2 separate regions of the Mus musculus genome follow, and region 1 is linked to region 2. Evidence: chromatin contacts called from public Hi-C data. All regions are on one chromosome and are shown on one strand. The core of a region is the stretch at or near the end of the contact, and the rest is flanking DNA. Distances in the headings are between cores, read along the strand shown. Region 1 overlaps 4930523C07Rik (RIKEN cDNA 4930523C07 gene). Region 2 overlaps Tnr (tenascin R).

Region 1 (5,233 bases), core at 744-3,243, 230 kb after region 2:
CAGTCAATCTTGTAACCCAGGAAGCTACCAAGGGAGTAACATATGGGTAGCATATACAGTGTTCATATCCTGAGTAGTACAACCTGGCCAGTGCAAGCTGTCATGATAATCCTCAGAATGGCATACAGTTTAAATTGTAAATTGTGTATTTCTGGAATTTTCTCACTAATGTTTTTTGATGGCAGGGTATTAGAGCTGAGAAAAGTGGGGCCTTAGGTGAAGGAGGACTCCTGTAACTGTCTTCGCCTTTGGAAAAGGCATTTCGGACATGAGGAGGCATACGTTTGGTATACAGAGTAGATCAGGGAAGGGGTTAAACTGGTAGAGTTAACAAGGAGTCAGCTACATTTGAGACTAAAGAAATGTTACATCTTTGGAAGAAAGGATCCCAGAAAGGTAGGGCAAAAGATGCTTTTTTTTTTTTCAAAAGATGCTTTTCATCTGACACTTGGTGGTATTCAATATCTTAGGTCAATAATATATGTTCATTTGCATTTATCAACTATTACTAAGATGATCAAAAGGAAGAGGTCTCCATGTGCTGTTAGAAACAAAAATTTACACCCATGCAGAGGACAGGTGAGGACACAGCCCCAGGCTATGACCCAAAGCCTGGTGACTCAGAAACATCATCCTATGCTACACATTCCACAGGGATGAGTTGTTATTGAAATGGCAATCTCTCTGCTCATTCCCCCAGATTTGGACATTTTAAGCCTTGACACTGTAATAAGGTAGCATTTGACTTTTAATTGCCTTGAACTTCCGTTAACATTAAATGAAGGGAGGAAATGGGAAGGAAAATAGAACCCTATCTGTACTGCTTTCAAGTCACATAATTGTACATTTTTGCCACACCATTAGTTTCCAGCCTGTAAGCCCTTCCCCCATCACCACAGAGATAAAGAAATCATTCTGTCATTCTGTAAGTGCAGCCGTTTGCAGAACTCTAAATACTCTGGAATTAAGAAGAATTATGTAACTTTTTAATGTAAGGTCTATCTTCTAATTGCCACCTGTGCAGGAGTCCTTGAATCGCGTACATATTTGGTCATCCACTTGCTTTTTCAAAAAGCACTCTTTCCTCCTAAAGGATATGACGTTGGAAGACTTAAGCAGCAGTGGCTGGAGTCGCCCAGGAGCTGAGCTCTCTCCCTTTATTTATGGAACAGAAAACAGCACCATCCCGCCCCTAGCCACTCCTAACTCACAGATGACCTCAGAGGCTTGAGCCTTCCAAAAATAAAACCTCACCTAGCTACTTTACCACACCCACAAAAACTGGCTCCAAACTTTCACCAAAACACTTGTGAATCATAAAAATGAGAGCTGAGTGACTGAGGTCTTTCGCTGTAACCATGACTACAGATTTTTGGAGGACTCAAACAAGGATGTGATCAGATTGGATGTACAGAAAAGTATGAGTGGTACCCGTGTGCACTCATGGACCCTCGACCTTGGAAGCACAGCTCCTGATGACTGGGATTCATAGAGACCTGGGAGGGGGTGCGGGGGGGGGGGAATCCCTACCCTACTTAGGGTTCTAATTCTACATTTAATTCCATCTTTTAAATGCAGTTCCTTAAAATTCCATTTTGTGACATTTAGATTATGGGTCCCTCCCCCTCCCTTGGTGTTCTCTTTCATGTCTTTTTTGTTCTTCACAAGAGTTTTGAGGAATATCCAGGGCAGGTAATAATCTCATTTCTCAGACAAGGGAGAGGCTGGGATTAGATTGAAACCTCACTTTGCCCTTCGGGGCTCCAGAAAGCTTAGCTGATGTTGTCCAGGGTCAAAGACATGAGGACAACTGAACTGGAAGTAGACCTGGTTCCTCTGGCTCCTAGCTTAGCATTCTCTCTACTTTGCCGCGCTACCAGCATTCTGCACAGAGCCTGGGGATATCTCCATATGTGCTAAGTCTTCTGTAAACCTCCCTCAGCTTTATCATTCGACTGATCAACCAGAGACCAAGCACAGCCAATGAGGAGGTGCCTGCTGTAAGACTGGCTGGCCTTTTGTCCTCATCTGTATTTCCCCGCTGCTGTGTGGTTCTCTGTACAGAGATGATAGCAAAGAGAACATGCAGTGTCATTCCTACTCCAGGAATTTTAGAATTCAGGTTGCAGGCTCTAAATGCCTCCAGGGACCAGGTAGTGAACAGGAATAGATGAAACGGGTATCAGAGAGAACTCTGGCCTTTTTAAAGCTCCACAGACTGTGCCTTCATGAGAAATTAGTACAGCTCAATATTAAACTTAGCTAAAAATTGAGGATTTTATATAAGAGAAAAGGAAATGTGATTAGTCATCTTCATATTAAGACGTAAGTGTGCTGGGTACAACTCTTGAAATGCAAGTGGACATTATGCCTATCATGGAGTCTCATGCCTTGGAGAACTGTTGTCTTCTGACATATGTGGTGTTGGATTGAACTTCCCTCCTGCCATGTGTGGTCTTGTTAAAATCCAAGCCCTCAGGAGGTATAGAACATTAGAAAGGCCCTGGCTCAAATCCAGGTCCCCCCTACTGATGTATAGTTTAGGGCTAAAGAGATGGTGCAGAGCTAAAGAGTGCCCCCTTATCTTGAGGAGACAGAACCTAAATTCAGTTCTTAGCACCTACCTCAGGAGGCTCACAGCCACCTGTGACTCCTATTCTAGGGGATCCGATGCCCTCTTCTGGCCTCTGTGGGCACTGCAAGTGCACAGCACATAGAAGAGTAGGCAAACGCACAAATACATGATTAAAAATATCCAACCCCTACCCTGACCCAGAGAGTACATTGTGGTATCATGAGTCTTCTACTAACATGGGTCCCTAAGCAATTGTGTGAAAAAATAGAATTCTTCCTCCTTTCCCTGACTGCAAACTTCATTGCTAGGAACTAGAAAGTGGGAAGCAAATCCTTGCTCTGCAACCATCAATATCCCAAATTCTATTTGCTACTGCATTGTTCCTCGCTTACTCTGTGTTTTTAAGTTTTGAAGACTTCTCGAATAATCTAATGGGTGTTCTGTATCTTCTTTACAGCCAGTTGCACAGTCAAACATTTTATATGAAAATTCTGTATGGTTAGTGGCCGTATATATGCAGTAATTCCTATAACCAAGAGGCTGAGGCATAAGAATCACAGGTTACAACCCAGTCTATGGTACAGAAGAAACTGACTGCCTAGATATTTTCAATTCATACTTAGATATAAAAGGATACATATCTCACTCTTACAAAATAGTTGCATGTGCATGTACGAAATATTGCTTATGTTGTAATTATTCATTTTCTAAATAACTTTGGAAATAAAAGTTAGTGACAATCTGAAAAAAAAGAAAAAAAAAAGAAAGTGTGAACTCTTTAAAAATCACAACATAGCCAGGCAGTGGTGGCGCACGCCTTTAATCCCAGCACTTGGGAGGCAAAGGCAGGCAGATTTCTGAGTTCGAGGACAGCCTGGTCTACAGAGTGAGTTCCAGGACAGCCAGGACTACACAGAGAAACCCTGAGTCGAAAAACCAAAAAGAAATAAATAAAAATAAAATAAAAATCACAACATACATATCATCAGGAGTTTTCCACAGGATGTGGCACATGCAGGAGTTCTCACATATTCCAGGGAATTATTGGGTGGGAACCCATCATCCGAACAAAACAGGCCCAGAAACTGAAGTCCTTGGTCTCCTGAGAATGGTGATCACAGAACAGAGGAGCTACAGACGAACCTTTGCCTTCTGCTGGGATTAGATTGAAACTCATTTTGCCCTTTGGTAGCTCCAAGGCTTTGGACCTATTTCTTAATCTCTGATGGCCTCAGTTCCCTTGATGGAAATAAAAATGATTAACTTGAGTTATTGAATTAAACCTTAATATAAAGGCTTGATAACACATACACAGAAAGATAGGGAGGAGAGAGCTGTACACTTAGTAAGAACTCAACAAATGGTGGCATCTGATTCTACAGATCACCTATTCTCCTGAGGTCCTAAGACATTTGCCAGTGCTCTCTTTGAAGGCTTTGGCCTTCTGAAGTATCTAAGTCAGAAGCTGGGTCAAATGAAAACAAGTAGGTATTCTGGCTGAAACAAAGAAGAGAAAGGCTGGTACTGATGTACAAAACAAATCCCCCAGGAAAAGTGACCCTGGAGGTCAGGAGGGCCAAGGGAGGGAACAGAGTCAGGGATGGATAGGAATAAAGACACCAAGATAGCAGAGAGAAAGGGCCAACTGTCCCTGCCCTGATTTCCTGGGAGCTGCTTAATGCACCTTTTAAACCAATTCAGTGGAAAACAGATCAAACAGAGATCTGAGCAGAAAGATTTCCTAACAAAAGGATGCCATAAATACTATGCTCAAGGTAATTTTAAGGCACCCACTGCATGAGGTGTAGTACGTGCTTCACATATCATCCAACTCCTTCCACCTAGAAATGTGTTCTCTGGTAAGCCACTCAGAAGATCCTGGCAGTCCACATTCCACCAGGCACTGTGCTAGACTTGGGGACAAATACTGTAGCACAATGGATAAACACCCCACCCTCTAAGGCATATTTGCCAGAGGGACAATCTGAACCTAAAGCATGGGAATGAATGCTCCCAGACCCTCTACCATGATGGCAGCAGAGACGAGGTCCTTCCTTGCCTATACATTTCCTGGCTTATGAGAAGAGCGGTTAGGAAGCATCTTCCTTATAACTTGCTCAAGGCTGGAGATGCTGTGTTCTCCACATGAGCACAGCTGGACGTTCCAAGGAATCAGAGAGACATGCTTCCCAGGAAGTGTGTCTAAGAGCAGACCAAGACGAATGAGCTGTTTTCTGGGTCCAAGGCACAAACCCTTTGGAGATAACACAATTAGTATGAGCAGAAAAGGGGGGGGAGGATCAAGACAGTGAAAAATAAAGAAAAAAATCAAGGAATTGGAGACTACGGACCTTCAGTTTTTCACATAATAGAAAAATCAAAGAAAGTTCAAATAAAACCCATTTTAAACTCTTTTCTTTGTTCCTAAATCATTCACTAATTATTTCCCTGGTATCATCTTCAAGAAGAGGCTATCTCTGACTTTCCCTGTAAGTCCTAGCATAGCTTAATTAATACCTGATTGATTGAGAGATTGACTCCTTTGAACCTGAAGTGAAATGGAGCTTTTTAATTTTCTTTCCTGCTGAACCTGAAATAGAGTATATAGCAATTAGGAAAGGGCCCCTTGTTATCTGGAAGTCCCAGCTACAATGGGCT
Region 2 (5,062 bases), core at 1,256-3,755:
GGTTCTTCTCTAAGCTATTGCCACACTAACCCTGGTAGTTGGCTGGGTTTCCAGTACTAGGATGATTTCCCACCTTGTCACAGCCTTAAGACTATTTAGACAGTTTTCGGTTACCACGAAGATATGAGTACCACTATTGCACCTATAGGGTTATTGCAGCATTCTGGATTACTCTGGTCCATAGCTGTCCAAAGTAAATGGTGTCTTCAGGAATAGAGGCTTGCCTTCAAACTCTGGGAGGTTGAATCAAGGGCAACAGAAATAGTCTATATTATTGGGGAGTCTCTTAGACACCCCTGAACTCAAAAGGAGAATCTTATAACTGGTTTTTTTAGATAGTTGATCACTCTTGGGGGGAATATTGTCAGCCCAAGTGCTAAGTATTCTAAAATCAGGTCTTAGAAAATGCTTAAACAAGCCTGAGCCCTGGGGTATGCTTATAACATGTAGGGTGATAATGTTCTCAGAATGTCTCTAGGAGATCAGAATCCATCCTGTCCTGGACACAGGGAAGCTAGAAGATGGATACATTACTTCCAGAGCTCTTGGGTTTGACTTACCCTCTGGGGTCTTGGAAAGGGCATTTGTTGCTTGGTCTCTAACTACCCGAAGATCTTTCTGAGCACACCTTCCATCCTAATGAGCAGTTCCTGCCTCACTTAGACATACTCCACTCTTTCTAACTCCTTTCAAATCATTCTTCTCTGTGAAACCAAAGGTCCAATGTGGAGAATGGTAACCCAGGGACTTTCTCCCTTCATTTCCACTGGCCTCTGCCTGCAGTTGTTTCCACTGCTGCTTCTGCAGACCCTCCGGTCCACCTGCCCAAGGACACTACTACTCAGATTGGTCGGAAAGGACAGTCCAAAGAGAACATGCTTTATCTTCTATGGGGCTTTCTCTAACATACCTGATACATTATTTTGATTGGACCTACATATTGTGCTATATAGCACAGCTATGGGTTTGACATAATTCCATATATATTTATCTCAATAAGGAGAAATGTAGAAAAGCTCGTTACTCTACCAATACATATCAAAACTTTACAACTTTCACAAGTGTGTGTTTGTGTGTGAGTGTGTGAGTGTGTGTGTGTGTGTGTGTGTGTGTGTGTGTGCTGCCAAACAGGGAAAATGGCAAAATCATTCTCTTGCAGAGAGCTATGCCGCTCTCCACTGCTATCTGATCAGCCCTAACTTCTGTCTGATTTTTCTGGGTGCTCAGCTCAGCATGGCTACTGATGTAAACCAAGGTCAGACTTAAGCCTGCCTTCCAATCCTGCCTAAGCCCAGCATCACTAGACAATGCTTCCCTAATGACAGGAACCCCAAAGAATTTGCTAGTTTAAACTATCAATTGGTAAGAGGGCACAATTTCAGTTATGGAGATAAACACACACACACACACACACACACACACACACACACACAAAGATACAAAGAAATATACTCCCTGACTTTGACTGGACTAGGAAACTAAAACTACAACCGTCCTTATTGTGTTGTTATTCTACAATGAATACTTATTGTTTTTCTAATCAGGTTTTCCCTTTGACAACATAATCACACTGACTCAACATTATGTCATTGGTGCCATGATTCTGACTCCCAAGGCCTACAGTGTTTACTGGCATGCCCATACCTTGAACCCCTTGACTTGTAGCATTCCTGCACTGCTTGCCTTGGGGCCCTACCTCTTCTTTGAGTTCTGATTAGGTCTCATCAAACTCTGTGAGTATTAATTTATCCCGGCATCACCTCGGATTTGCTACATTGTTGTCTCACGCCATTTTCTGTTGTTATAGAATATTCAAGATGAGAATAAAAGTCTACTTGGCTAACAGTGATGGTGGCTAGGAAGTCCAAGATCACAGAGATCAGGTATCTGCTGGCATTTGCTGCGAGCCTCTTGCTGCATTGTCACACAGGCGTCTCAGGAAGTATGTTAGCTCCATCCCTCTTCCACTTCTTAAAAAGACAGCCACTGCCCTCATGGGAAGCTGACCCTCATGGCCTCATCTAATACTAAACCCGCCAAAGCCCTACTTCCATGTGGGAACGAAGTTTCCAAAGTGTGAACTGTAGGCGATCACATTCAAACCGCAGCACATTATCCTCCTCAGTCCTGCCTAAGACTGCACTCTCATCCAGGTCAGGGCCAACCTGTGCCGTGGACCCCTGATGCTTCCCTCTAAGGCTTTACATGTAACTGCTATACCTGAGTGAGTAGCTTTAACTCCTGGTGCTCTATGGCTTCTTAAAGTCCCATATCAGGGATAATAGAGCCCAAGAACAACCAATGAATAATTTAGGAATCTTTGGAATCCCTAAGGAATTGTGGCCTTGACCTATACTCTAATCGGTCCCACTGAGAAAGGAGAGTTGGCTGTCCCTGGGGGTTGTCAATCATCTGCATGAAACCATGTTCTTTCACTTATGGGTCAGGAAGCACTACCACAAGTGGCACCAAGGGATTTGTCACACAAAGTTACCCAAGTATCCTCTGCTCTGCTCAGTGCAATGATTAATTTAGCAGACAGATGACTCACTGTCCCGTTTGCATGTTCTCTGATGCTGGTGCTGAGGGAAGGAGGAGGAAAAATGACTCCACAGCTGGATGTCCCAGAATGAACCTGTGGTGTGCAAATCAATGGAGAACACCTGTTCTTTCATTTTTATCTGTTAACAGCTGATCTCACCTTACAATCAATTGCACACCACACCATAGTTCATGTAATAAAATACTTCCATATGCATTTGACTCCCCATAAAGTCAGCCCCACTTCACAGATAAACAAACTGAGATTCAAAATTGTCACTTCATGCCCAAGCTCATGAAGTCACGTAAGGAAATGACAGAAGACACAGACACTGGGTCCCCAAAGCACAGTGTCCTGTCCATCAGACAATCTCTCTCCAAAACCTCCCTGAGATGGCCCCTGGGAGGGACCCACCTGCAGTCATCTAGCAGACAATAGCCCCCATCACATCCAAGGGCAAAGAAGACAGCTCACTCCTTCATTTCTGAGAAGCAAGTAAATCTATGGGAGACTGACAGGGTTGAGTAATCAAAGAAACAAGCCTTTCAGTGAAGATGGACATCTGATGGGTAAAGACAATTACGAGATGTGGGCAGTCTGGCAGTTGCCAAGGTCAGTCATAAGCCACAGTGTGGCGGGCAGCAGCAATCAAAACAAAAGGAAGGGTGGAAGACCTATAATCCTGGAGCTCTCAGTAGAAAGCCTGGCTCCAGGTCTGTAGGGCATGCCTCACCCAGAGAGTGCTGATGGCTAGCAGGACAGTGTGTCTTGGTCCTCTCAGGTTACTCACACCCCAGAGCATCCTCCCCCAACCCTTTGTATTGGGGCAGAGAGGAGCATTTAAGAAACTTGAGAATCGGGAAAGACATATTGGTGAGGATAGGTGGGTAAGTCTGATTGAAACTATACCATGTGCACTGTGTATAAGAGAGTGGGTAGGGGGATGATATATCAGACTTAAGGCACTGTGCCAGATGCTGGTATAAAAAATACCTCGTTTATTGCCCTGCCCTCTAGGGAGTTTTTCTTCAGGGGGAATGAACAACTCTTGCAGATAGCTGCTATGAGAAGTGTAGTAACAAGTTCCACTGGAGTTCAGAAAAGGAAATGATTGTCACATTTAAAAAAAAAATTATTAGAAGACTGCTTCCCAGCCCCCAAGAGCATCACTTGAAACTCAAAGATTTTGGAGTAAGGTGCTGGAATCTTGGTACCTATGTCTGAGGGCTTTGTGATTCCTAGAGGCAAATCATTTTACCTCCCTGTACCTACATTTTTTTTTTTTGCAGCTGTTAAGCTGGGACAATAAAATGGTTTATGCAACTGCTGTGGGAATTAAATGAGCAAGTATACAAAGACCTTTAAGACAGCTTGCTATGTGCCTAGACTATGCAGGTGCCAGTCAAAGCCCTCCCTCGTTCTCATAGGTTCGTCATGGGTGTTGCAGGAAGGTAGAATGCACAGGCTTTGAATCCCGCAATTCTGTCTGATAGGTTTTCCTGGAAGGTGATGAAGATTTTTCCCTTCCTAAATCAAATGCAAAGCCAGCTACCACTCTGAGGGCTTCAGTCTTCTAGGCAGAAGCCCAGTGATTTTATTATTTTAGCGAAAAGCAATAAATATGTATTGCTAACTTAATACTGTAGATTTGTCTTGCAAATAAAAAGTTTGGATTATTTGTAGATCTAGGCAAATGGGGGTATAATATTCCAGAATAATCTAAAGAAATATCACTGCCGATTTCCTAATTTGCTTCAAATACAAGCCCCGATAAACAAGGCATAGAAAATTGTCAGTCATTTGGGGAAATAGCTCACCTTCCCTGGGCTTTCCACTTAGAGAATCAAGCAGATTCCTTGCTCAGCAGAGGGGGATGCTAGGCTAATGATTTCCCAGCGGGAGTCCTGTTTGACAATGCAAACAAGGATCAAAAGGATAGCTTTTTCCTTAACAAACTCCCAAGAAGTTTTGAGTTGTTGCTAGGGAAATCTGCAAGCCGCTGAGGGCATAGTTCTCCAATCTGGAACAGGAATATTGAGTCAATTCCTTACAGAGAGCTAAGAGGTGACAAGGTTGCCCTCTGCTCAGGGAGATGTACTTGGGCCTAGCTGGTTAAGCTTCTCTCAATGCCCACTGCACCACCAGGGCTGGGATTTAGAGTCCACATTGATGAGCCTTCTTCCCACCCATCCGAGCCCGCTGTCCATTCAAGCACCGAAGTGTCCTGACATCAGAGACAGTGCAGTCTGAAGTTGTTGTTCTGTTTTGTTTTGGTGTGTTTTTAATTTAGAAGATATTTTCTTGCAGAGACATAAAACCAAATAAGATTGTGGGTTTTTTTTTCTTGTTTTGTTTCGGTTTTTGTTTTTTTAATGTCACGATATTTTCCTAGTCTCCCTGTGAAGTAAATGACTTCATAAAAGACAGGGACTACACTTCTTTTCAGAGAGTGAATTTATTAGAAATAGCAGAGATTGCCCTCAGAAAGCTAGGTGTCTTCAGCGGTAGTTTCGTGACTTA

The links. A called contact is a pair of places that touch in the nucleus more often than the background predicts.
Region 1: a Hi-C map of the N1E-115 cell line shows a contact between it and region 2, with 2.8 times the contacts expected there. The contact joins two enhancer-like sites. A contact is called at or near these places in 12 of 39 promoter capture datasets (the HPC-7 cell line, cranial neural crest, embryonic stem cells and 6 more), 2 of 15 datasets of contacts at CTCF or cohesin (the NIH/3T3 cell line and large pre-B cells), 4 of 484 Hi-C or Micro-C datasets (the N1E-115 cell line and uterus), 2 of 115 datasets of contacts at active chromatin or transcription factors (acute myeloid leukemia and embryonic stem cells) and 3 of 9 other capture datasets (adipose tissue, embryonic stem cells and pancreatic islet).

What each region holds. Positions count from the first base shown.
Region 1 is chr1:160,059,513-160,064,745 of GRCm38.p6, forward strand. The region is part of intron 1 of 4930523C07Rik (RIKEN cDNA 4930523C07 gene); the gene reads left to right. Among named protein-coding and RNA genes, the nearest start is that of 4930562F07Rik, 16 kb to the right of the region's middle. Within about 2 kb of position 1,994, at least 89 of the 459 cell types and tissues checked have an H3K27ac peak or open chromatin away from gene starts, as enhancers often do. A contact at or near this core is called in the N1E-115 cell line and the NIH/3T3 cell line, where this site is marked.
Region 2 is chr1:159,830,861-159,835,922 of GRCm38.p6, forward strand. All of the region lies in intron 2 of Tnr (tenascin R), which reads left to right. Among named protein-coding and RNA genes, the nearest start is that of Gm31348, 49 kb to the left of the region's middle. Within about 2 kb of position 2,506, at least 23 of the 459 cell types and tissues checked have an H3K27ac peak or open chromatin away from gene starts, as enhancers often do. A contact at or near this core is called in the N1E-115 cell line and the NIH/3T3 cell line, where this site is marked.